Linked DNA regions of Mus musculus: region 1 is linked to region 2. The links are chromatin contacts, called in public HiChIP or PLAC-seq maps. All regions are on one chromosome and are shown on one strand. Each heading gives the region's core, a stretch centred on a gene start, on an enhancer-like site or on the middle of the called end of the contact. The rest is flanking DNA. Distances are from core to core; before and after follow the strand shown.

What was found. HiChIP or PLAC-seq counts read pairs in DNA pulled down with a chosen protein or histone mark.
Region 1: a contact with region 2 is called in an H3K4me3 HiChIP or PLAC-seq map of embryonic basal ganglia, with 3 times the contacts expected there. The contact joins two enhancer-like sites. A contact is called at or near these places in 1 of 15 datasets of contacts at CTCF or cohesin (the NIH/3T3 cell line), 5 of 484 Hi-C or Micro-C datasets (the AML12 cell line, the HL-1 cell line, cerebellar granule neurons and 2 more), 3 of 115 datasets of contacts at active chromatin or transcription factors (craniofacial prominence, embryonic basal ganglia and pancreatic cancer cells) and 1 of 9 other capture datasets (embryonic stem cells).

Annotation. Positions count from the first base shown.
Region 1 is chr6:94,461,801-94,467,318 of GRCm38.p6, forward strand. No RefSeq gene overlaps it. Among named protein-coding and RNA genes, the nearest start is that of Slc25a26, 36 kb to the right of the region's middle. Within about 2 kb of position 2,726, at least 45 of the 459 cell types and tissues checked have an H3K27ac peak or open chromatin away from gene starts, as enhancers often do. A contact at or near this core is called in embryonic basal ganglia, where this site is marked.
Region 2 is chr6:94,160,921-94,166,237 of GRCm38.p6, forward strand. All of the region lies in intron 1 of Magi1 (membrane associated guanylate kinase, WW and PDZ domain containing 1), which reads right to left. The region is part of intron 1 of 4930511A08Rik (RIKEN cDNA 4930511A08 gene); the gene reads right to left. Among named protein-coding and RNA genes, the nearest start is that of Gm52867, 64 kb to the right of the region's middle. Within about 2 kb of position 2,226, at least 61 of the 459 cell types and tissues checked have an H3K27ac peak or open chromatin away from gene starts, as enhancers often do. A contact at or near this core is called in embryonic basal ganglia, where this site is marked.

The DNA.
Region 1 (5,518 bases), core at 1,476-3,975, 300 kb after region 2:
TAAATGACAAATGCCAGTTGTTGAAGCCAGCCAGTTGATGCTGTTCTCTTGCAAGAACCAGGCTGAACCAGTAGAGCACAAAAGAGTGAAGCTAAGAAGCAGTAATGAGAAGAAATTGTACAGTATCACTGAGCTCAGGTCACACCTGGCTTTTAAAGCTTTGCTCAGAGACAAACAACATACAGCTAAACAAATCACATATCAAAGGCACATTCTCACAGAAAAGAAGCAACTAAACACAATCTTAATCTATTCTTTATTCTTAAAATGCCAACGAATTAACAAAATATGTAAATCTCTCTGGCTCATAATGCATATGCATTTGGATTGACCTTTTCAGAGCTTTTAATTAATAAGATGAATGCTCATAAAAACATAGCTGGGCAGTTTGAAACTTCCTGTCCTCTAGGAAAAGAATTAGAGATAGTGGTTGACATATTTTTTTTTCTCAGTACAGGATTACTGATATAATGTCTGACCTTCTGTTTAAGCATTTTTAAAGCTGTGTAGTCCATTAATGTAACATGACATATACTGTTTTACTAAGTATACTAACAACTATATGTTAACATTGTAGTTTATATTGTTACTTATGTTTATATATTTATATATGCCTTAATGCATGCAAAGAGAATATATCCTTTACTATATATATATAAATTAGAATGGGACTTTTCTTTTCTTTTCTTTTCTATTCTTTTTTTTTAAGATAGCATCTCATTAAGTAGCTGTCCTAGAATTTGCTGTGTAGATCTAGGTGGCCTCAAACTCACAGCAATCCACCTGCTTCTGCTTCCCTAGAGCTGGGATTTAAAGGTGTGCGCCATTGTCAGGTCTGGCAGAATGGAGACCTTTTGTGTAAAATGACTCATGATTTTGGCTGGTAGCACAACAGTCAATGGACATTCCCTTTTGTCACCAAGGCGGATGCCTCCTGCAGATCTCCAGCCATCGCATTAGGAAGTCCCTTTGATAACCTTGACCTAAATGTTCTTGTTCAAAATTTAAGATGCCGCCACAGGTAGCTCACCCTCAAAATACAGATAACATCCAGCAAATGAGGTCAATTGAGAAGACTAACACCATCATCTTCACAGGCACTGACAGCTCACAGGACGGGGTGGGAGAGGAATTTTACGTGTGTTTTATTTTTATTTGTTTAGTAGATATTAGCTCTTTCATACATTGCTCTGATAAAAGCAACCCAAGCGAGGGCTTATTTGGTTTCCTGGCTTGAAGTTAGTACAGAATGGCAGGGAAGCACGGTGGTGGGCGCACAAGGCAGTTGGTCACATTGCTCCCAGAGTCGGAAAGCAGAGGAAGGAAAAGTAGATGCTCAGTTGACTGTCCCTTTCACTCAGCCCCAATGGGGACCCTGGCCGATGAACTAGCGCCACCGTATTTAGGGTAAATGGTCCCACCTCAACTAACCTAAGGTAGAAAATCCCTCAAAGACATGGTCAGAGGATGCTCCCTTCAGCAATGCTCAATCCTGTCAAATTGACAATCCATAGTAATCGTCACAGCATAGTAGACCAAGCTGAGCACATTCCAACACAAAGCTGGGTCCAATCTTAAAAACAACAACAACAACAACAACAACAACAACAACAAAACAAAACTTATACATTGCACGAAAAATGAAAATCTTTACCACTGTGCTGAGACAGCAATCTTAATCTAGATAGACACTCCTATGATCACATCCACAAGGCTTGCAGAATCAATCCACTGTTAATGGGCAGTAAGTAAATTGTCCCTAATTTGGTTTGAGATGATACTTAGATCTCAGGAATATCTGAGTAATGATGCCAAAACACTGGAAAGTGGGAGCTGAACAAAAATTCTTCAAGTTGTCAGCATCAGGCAGAGATAAACATCGGATGGACACTGGCAGCCTAATTTTAAATCTCCATGCCACAAGTGTGACCCAAAGCATGCCCTACTTGCCAGGCAGAGTCTTGATAAAGCTCCACAGTGGGCCGCCAATGAGAAGGAAGAAGTCTATGACTTCTAACTGCCAGCCAATGGGCTTCATACAATGCCTTTTATGTTTGTTGGGTGTTAGTTCCCAGGGGTCACTGCCTTTTCTCTTCCCGGGAGAGCTAAGCTAATCTGACTATAGAGTGGAAGGGGTGGCTTGGCTTTGTGGAAATCGGGGAAGTTCCCACTAGTCCCTCTAATGATGCGGACGTCCACTTGACTATAACCACTGTTGGATATTTTGACACAGAAGCTTAGGGTTATCATCCTCTGCAGCCCTCAATCTGAGACAGAAGTAAGGGAGCTTGCAGAACCTCTTGATTCCCCTGTCACCAAGCTGTACCTTCAGTTTTCCTGTCTGTTTCTGGGACTCTCAAGCTGTACGTGGGAGACTTCCTTTTCTGAAGGAGCAGGCAGCTGAACCCTCTGGGATCTACCTGGGGCTTCTCTTTCCTGCCTCTTTGCTGCCTTGGAGCTGGACAACATTGCAATACATCTACCTACCCATTTAACTACACCTTTTAGCCAGTGACCTAGTAATGGCTTGCAAGTTTAATGCACCCTAAAACATTTGCAATTGTGTGTGTATGTGTGTTACCCTCTCACTGCTCCTCAAAAGACCCTGGCCAGCGTGCAGGGGTGCCATTCTTAAGGCGACTGCTTGCACCTCCTCCACAGTATCAGAGAGTACAGTCCTGCTGTTGCTAGGAAACGCACTACAATCCCTAGACCCCGTCATGTGTGCTTTGCAGAAAAGAGCCCAGCTGGACCCTTGAGTGTGCAGAGACTATTCCAGGTACTTTGCTGCCAAACTGTTGTTCTCTGTGATCTGTATGGGGCTTCTGGCAGCCTTGAGGATGCCTGCTGCGGCGGCTTGCGGTGAATCGGGGATTAGCTGGAGATCTGTTGCATTCCTCTCCTTCCTCCCAAAGAAGAAGGATCTCAGCTTCCTCAAAAAGCTGGATTCCCTCCCACCCCGTTCCTTTAAATAAGTGCTTTTGTGCCTGTCCAGGCCCTTGGGATGTGCATGCGTGCTCAGTGTCTCCACCTGCTGGTACTTAGTTAAGCTTTGCTGTGTAATGTTAGAATACGAAAAATAAAAAATTGGGATATAGCTAAAAGAGCAGTTGAGGATTTGGCAGGAAGAAATAACAGTGGTTTGGTGACAAAAGGAGATGCTCATGAATAAAATAACAGTTGTCTTACCTGTAAGGCAAATCATTTATTCCTTATCCATATAGTGGTAAAGGCTTATTACTATGCAATATTTGTAGGAATTTAGTCATGTGCACAGAAAAATGTAAACATTGAGAAGGAGGCAGGCATGAAGGTGCACATCTGTAATCCCAGTGTGTGAAGGCAGGGCTTCAAGATCTTCTACTGTAGAGCAGGCTCTACTATGCCAGCCTGGGCTAAGTGAGACCTTGTCTCAAAAAACAAGGCAAACATACAAAGTTCTCAGTATAGTGCCCTGCTCAGAGAGCTGTATTTCTGCAGCTTAGATCTGGCACTACTCACAGCTACATTAATAGTCTGTCTAGCTGAGAATTAGTGTGCACACCTTTGATCCCAGCACGGGGGAAACAGAAGCAGGAAGATCTCTGAGTCTAAGGCCAGCCTTGTCTACAGAGTGAGTTCCAGGGCACCAAACAGTAAGGCTTGTCTCAAAAACCAAAACCAAACATATTGAAAATTAGTGTCTTTCACTGAGTAGTCAATCAGTTCTCTAGAAGTAAGAGGCAGTTGTCTGGAGAACCTTAAAATCATTCAGCTTGTGTGTGGTAGGAATGTGTCTCCCTGGGGCTGGGCAGACAGCTCAGTGGTTAAGGCTAAGAGGGAGTGCTGCTCTTCTTAGTTTGTTTCTCAGTATCCACACACAGCTGCCTGTAAACCCAGCTCCAGGGGATCCAGTGCTCTCTCCTAGAATCCACGGGTACCTGAACACATATGTACACGCACCCACACTCAGACGAACACATATACATGTAATTTAAAATAAAATAATTTAAAAAAAAAAGAATTTGCCTCATGTTGTTTTACCTTTTCAAGGGGGTGGGGGGCAGTGGCAGTTTGGCCAGGTGAGTCCCGCAGTTCCTGTATACTTGACTGAATGGCTTTTGCCAGGCCCAGGGTCAGATTCCCAGGAGCTCACCTGTGGGTGCTGTTGCGTGGATCGCTAGCTGAATGGAAGGAGAACTCAGGGTGGTGGGAACTGCAAGCTGTCTCCATACGAAAGTGTCAGAATCTATTTATTATAAAGTTCATCTTCTGTGAGGAGACTTAGCAAGGGCCTTCAGGTATGAGGGCGTGTGCCTAGATAAGATGTGGGGGGGGGGCCAAATATATAATTGGTTATCTTGTATATATACAACAGATGATGAAATGATAACCTAAAGTTTTAAAACTTAGCTATAAAGAATAATTAACTACCAGTAAATAAGAAATTAAATTTATCTTGTAGACGAGCTGCAATAACTTTAAAAATCAATAGAAAATCATTAGAAATTCTGTTGTACCCAGTATAATAAACTCTTTACTTTAACTATTGTCTCATATGGGAGCGATTGCTATTTCTTTTTTCTTTTTCTGTAGACATAAGTGACACCTAGAGGATGGAGAGTTCAAGAACATGTCAGTTATTTTTCACAAAGCATTATTTCCTATCCATTAACATTTTGAGGTGGCAAACACAAATATACACATATTGTCATCAAAAGATATTTGCATATTTTGTGAATTCACTGATTTTAAGAAACAAGACTCAGTTAAAAGTATGGCTTATGAATAGTTATACCTATATATGTTTACTAAGAATGCACCTTAACTTTGTTTAGATTTAAATTTTTATTTGTATTTTATGTGTATGGGTGTTTTGCCTTCATGTACATCTCTGCATTGCATGTGTGCAGTACCAGACGAGGCCAGAAGAGGGCGTTGGGTCCTCTGAGACTAGAGTCAGCCACCATTTGTGCTGGGAATCATTTTGGAAGATCAGCTCTTAGCTGCTGTGTGGGGAGCTGTTTTGTGCTTCTCTGAAGCAGAGAGAGAGAGAGGGAGAGAGAGAGAGAAAGAGAGAGAGAGAAAGAGAGAGAGAGAGAGATAGAGAGAGAGAGAGGAGAAGGAGGAGGAGGAGAGGGAGGGGGAGGAGGAGAGGGAGGGGGAGGGGAAGGAGGGCCTGTTGGCAGATTTCCTGGCCTCTGTGGCATGGAATGATAAGATAAGAGGAGGTGAACCTGGGGCTCAAGGCTGGGGCTGAAGAGTCTATTGACCTTGGTGGAAAGAACAGAGCGTTTTGGGATGGGAAGGAATGTCTTGTGTACATTTTAGCAAATTGTTTCTGTTAGCTTGTGGCTTTGTTTCTCATGATACTGTAAAGTATCTAAAGCCTAAGAAAATTAAACTCGAGGCTGCCGCAGTAGTGACTAGACAGCCCTCCTGATTTCTAACCTCTGTCTCGGAGTCTTCTTTTCCATCTTTCCTATAATCCTCCTCACTCCCCAGTCAGGGGACTGTTTGACTTAGTACCTGCCAGGCC
Region 2 (5,317 bases), core at 976-3,475:
AATGCCCTCACAAACCCTCAGACATGAAGGGAAATCTAGAGTCACTCTAAGCTCAATAATTTTCACTAAAAACATACACCTACAGGACCACTCTACTGTAGGCTTGGCAAGATCTTTAATCTCAGCACTTGGGAAGCAGCAGTAGATGGATCTTTCTAAGTACAAAACCAGTCTGGTTAATGTACTGAGTTCCAAGCTAGCCAGGGATACATAGTGAGATGCTGTCTCAAAACCAAATAGATGATAGATAGATAGATAGATAGATAGATAGATAGATAGATAGATAGATAGATAGATAGATAGATATGGTGTGACCCAAAAATTGATCACAGGATGGCAGGAAAGGTAGGTCAGCTTTATGAAAACCTGAGGTCACTTCAGAGGTGCTCACAGATAGCAGAGATGTCACCATGCTGTCAGAGAGATGTCATCCATAGTCACTATTTTGATATGACTCAGTTACAAACCCAAAGAGGTCAATAATAGAGGAACGAAGTCAAGATGGGCAGAAGAGGAGAGAACAACAGCCACCTGTCCTCTTGCTGTTCTTGACCACAGACTCACGGTCAAGCCCTAGGCATCAAGTCCCCATGGGCGGAGAACAAAACCCCCAAAAAGATTTCTGATAGCTTCTAATATTCTTTACCTAATTCACTTACATTTTGGATTAGACTTTCAAAAGAAGATTAAAGTTAAAATTAGATTAAGGAATGAAAATTAAAACAAACCCTCTCTGAAATACAAATTTTCCAGATGCCACAGACCTCCTGATTAAGTCCAAAGTGAACTGGCTACCCTTAAATCCAAGGAAATTTAGACCTTGCTCATTGAGAAACATTTTTCACATCCTAATCACTTGCATGCTTAGATCAAAGAGAATAATTATAGTTCTAAAAGAATTTCAGATTTGCTTTCACATTATAATTTATCCAGTGAAACCAATTACCTGAACTAAAAACATAAAGCACTTTCTATCCTTCTGGCAAATTCTGCTTCTTGGCATGTCTCTAGAGCAAGTGATGGCTTCCTCATACCCAGTCCTTGGACCTTGGACGTCATTTCATGGACACAAGCACTATCTTATCTTTCCTTATACCAGGCCTCCCTGAATCCAAGAATTTATTTTTTCAAATGTCATCACTTAGGACAGAAAAAAATATAATCAGGGACTCAAAGACCAACCTTCAAAATAAGCTCTCCAGCTGGCAAGAGGGCTCAGCGGTCAAGAGCACCAACTGCTCTTCCAGACGTCATGAATTCAAATCCCAGCAACCACATGATGGCTCACAACCATCCATAATGAGAAACAAATAAAGAACCTTTAGGCCAGGGCAAGTGGGACCCAGAACAAGCGGGTGGGGGGGGGGGGGAGTCAAAACCAAACCGAAATAAGCTCTCATTCCAGTGGGAGTCGGGTGGGAATCCAGCAGAGAACACACCATTGTGATTTGGGGAAGGTGACAATGGTGTGGATGAAAACGACATGAATCACATGTTACCTGTCTAATCTGAAGCAGGACCTAGGATACGGAAGGGACTCAGCATTCAGTACCTGCTCACACACTAATAATACCCTAACACAATTATTTTGCCAATACCTGCCTGTCCCACACTAGGTTTGGTATCTTTTCTTATGGTTTAGTTTTTTGTGTTGCTGGAGATGGGAGCTGGAGTCTTTAAGCCTAACAAGCAGGCACTCCATCTATCTCTGAACTATACTTCCAGCCCCTTGACTTGATCGATGAGCCCGAAATTGGAGAAGAAAGGGTTAGGATTTCTAAGGACTGGAGGCGTAGCTCAGCAGTAGAAAATTGCCTAGTGCATACAATTCACTATTATTTGATCCCCGGCATTAAAAGAAGGTCCTACAGAGATTTGTTTTAAAGGGAAAAAGAAAAACCTCACAGTGTGGGCTGGCAACACGGCTCGGTGAGTAAAGGCGCTTACCACCAGGCCTGACAACCTAAGTTCCATTCCTAGGACCCACATAACAGACTTAGAGAACAAACTTCCACAAGCTGTCCTCTGATCTCCACACATGCCCACACACAAATAAATACGAATGATTTTAAAGAAAACTAACAATGGCGCACTGAATTCAGTAGCCACTTCTTGCCCCTTCGATGATTACAACAGCTGTGCTTGCGGCCCCTGTACAGCATGGGGACTCACTTCCTGAGCCACAGATGGGGCGGGGCTTCTGACCACAGTGGATCAATCAGAGTCCATCTCTTTCAAATACACAATAAAGACAAAGATCCCAGCCTTGGTCTGAAGTGTATGCTGGAAGTAAGAACGGAGAGTACAAGAAGCAAGGAATGACAGATCCAGAAAACTCTACCAGACGGCATTGCATCCGAGGCATGAACACACTGGGAGTATCTCCCCTTCCCCAAGGTGCCCTATGCCCTGTGCCCTCAAGTTACACACTTTCCTTTTACATTTGCTCAAGAGCATGACAGAGGCACACACGAAAGCATTTCCTCCCTAGCCAATGCAATCATCATCAGACAAGACCGAGACAGCTGAGGCCACAGAAAGAAAAGTGCAAACAAGCCAGGGTGGTCCACGGAAAGAGGAGGAACCATGAGAATGGAGACAAGGAAGCTCTGAGAAAGCAATGAATTAAGTTTCTGTTCTCCCTCAGCAAACGCTGAGGAGAGAGCTCGCTGTCTGAGTTGGCTGCTGATAGCAGAGCTGTCTTTACAATGTTTTAGGTTCTGTGAATCCCACATTCTTTTTCTTTTTCTTGTACAGTTTTGTTTGAAACTCTGGCAAAACGCTGCACTTGGGAAGTAATTGAGAGTTGGCTGATGTGAAGTTCTGTGATTTTCAATTAAAAACACTCTCTCGCTGGCTGGCTGCTACCACTGTGGAAAAGAAAGAGCTGCGATGAGGGTTTCCCTGCTATTGAAAACAAGTCTGTTGAGCTCCAGAATGGTGAGTGAGATTCACTTACCTACCTACACAAACCACTTCTGTTCAAGCTATACCACGGCTCTGATCCCAGTTCCTGGGAACAAGGCACATTTCTGTATAGACTAATTCTTCTGTTTTCATTCCTTAAAGGCCCTTCATGAATTTGCATTTATATATCCAAGAATGCTCCAAACTCCCAAATGCCCGTGATCCCACAGGGCTCCAGTAATTACCACGTTTAGTGGCAGCACAGGCTTGTTGTCAGAAGACACTTGCCGGGTTTGAAGTTCACTATCATTAACAGAAAAAGAAAACTTTCACCACACAAAAAGAACCCCCAAGACCATCCCACTCCGAAACAACAATGCTTTGTGATTTTTGTTTTCCCAATGCTGTTCTCATTGAGTGCTAAAGAATGCAAAATGTCATGTGTACACTCTCATGTGTGCATGTGTGCACATGTATATGTACACACACACACACACACTCTGTGAGTATTCCTTAACGGGACTGACTAATCTCTTACAGAGAATAGCGGTGAATAAATACTCGAATTTGCATCTGCTTGCTGAGTAATGCTTTTACAGGTATTTTACTGCTGTACAAACAAAAGAGAGAAAGGACACCCTCATTCATCTCTGGGTCACATCTTACTGGTAGCATATTCGGAGCAGGAGAAGCACAGACTACCATCACTCAGAATGAAGCCCATTCTCGAATGAATAAAAGTAAATGAAACCAAGATGGCCCATTAACAATAAAATTCCAAACAACACAAGAAGACAGCAGCCAACAAACTCTTATTAGAAAAGGCGGGGGTTATCCACACCCCTGGGTATGGGAACAAGAACCCCAGGCCCAATCCCTGTGGTCCTGCAGGAGACGCCAGTGTTCTCTTAGAGCCTCAAGCAGAGAGTTTGAGGTTTAGCTGTGAAGAACTAGGTTGCTGGGGCTTTCTTACCTGCACCAGCCTGTAGCTCCCTCCCCTTAACTCCAATTTGGGAAGTTCAGGGAAGGCTCTCCCAGCAATTCTGCAAAAGGGGCGGGGCAACAAAAATGGCAACCTGGGTTTCATCTCAGCTGCTGGCAGGCCCTGAGCATGCTCCACCAGCAGTGCACAGCCCAAGGGCAGGGCAGAACACCAGCCCTTCTCTCTAGCTTGAGAGCAGAACCAAGCCAGCAGCATCAACCCTCAGACACAGCGAAATGAAGATGTTAAGGTTCAAATGCAGGAAAAATGGAAGGAATTGTGGATGTCACTAAATGGCTGGACCGAGGCCACACCAAGACTTCCTGGGTAAGAGGAGCCCTTAGAGAGGTGCTCCCATGGCAGGGGTGCAGGGGCCTTAGCTGAAGCTTTCATGTACTGTAAGGATTAAGAGGAAAACTTGCGCAACAGGATTGGGTGTGTATCTGCTCCGCCTCTTCAAAGCTGACTGCGACTTAGGGCAACTTGCTTCTAAGGTACGATTTTCTTTCTACAAGATAGGAATAGCTCTGTGTATCTTGCAAAGGAGCCTGGGATTTACAGTCCTAGCACACACAAAGTCCTCCTAGTGAAACATATAGCCCTCCCCCTACCCCTCCCTCCTCACATTCATTTCCTCAAAAGGGGCATCCTTCCTTTGTATTGTATCATTACCGGTAGTTTTCTTTTTAAAAGTTCTTACAGTGTTCTTTATAAAAGTAGTCGAGTTGTCAATTTGTCTAAAATTAGGTTTAAAAAAAAACAAAATTATATTCCTCAAAACCATGTGAATCTAGGAATTGAGAAGGAACCCCCAACACTCACCCTGTGAGGACATTGTGGAGATGGGATAACCTTTTGACTCAGTTTTTACTTTTCCCATTTCAGACCTTGCAGAAGCACAGCTCCATGCAATCAGCTCAGACTTCCATGAGATAGCATCAAGGCAGGCAGTGCCTGAGGGGCCTGGACTGGCCAGACAAGCCTGGTATATTTTCTATCCTGTCTGCATGACTTGAAACCAGACCCCACCTCTCTCTGCCACGTGCACCTCCTGAGACTTTCGGGCCCAGGGAAGTACGCTAGAGTCAGAAAGCTCATTTCCTAATTAAAATCTTTCAACCCAAAGTCACTGCTCTTTTGATAAAATCCAAACCCCTCGCCACAGCCTACAAGGCTCTGTGAATACTTCTCCCCACCCAACATGCCATGATACTATGAACTCCATCTTCTTCAAGGACTATTCCCTTTGTCCCTCAGTCCAGGCTGACCTTCTGGGTCCTATCTCTGGTTTTCTCATCTCCCATGACTCATCCCTGCCTGGCACAGGTGACCTGTCCATGTGACTCTCACTGGTTAAGTACTGAAGAGTCTGCCAGTTGTATTGGTCATTTCCCTGTGGCTGTCACCACAGACCTTAGGGAAATCACC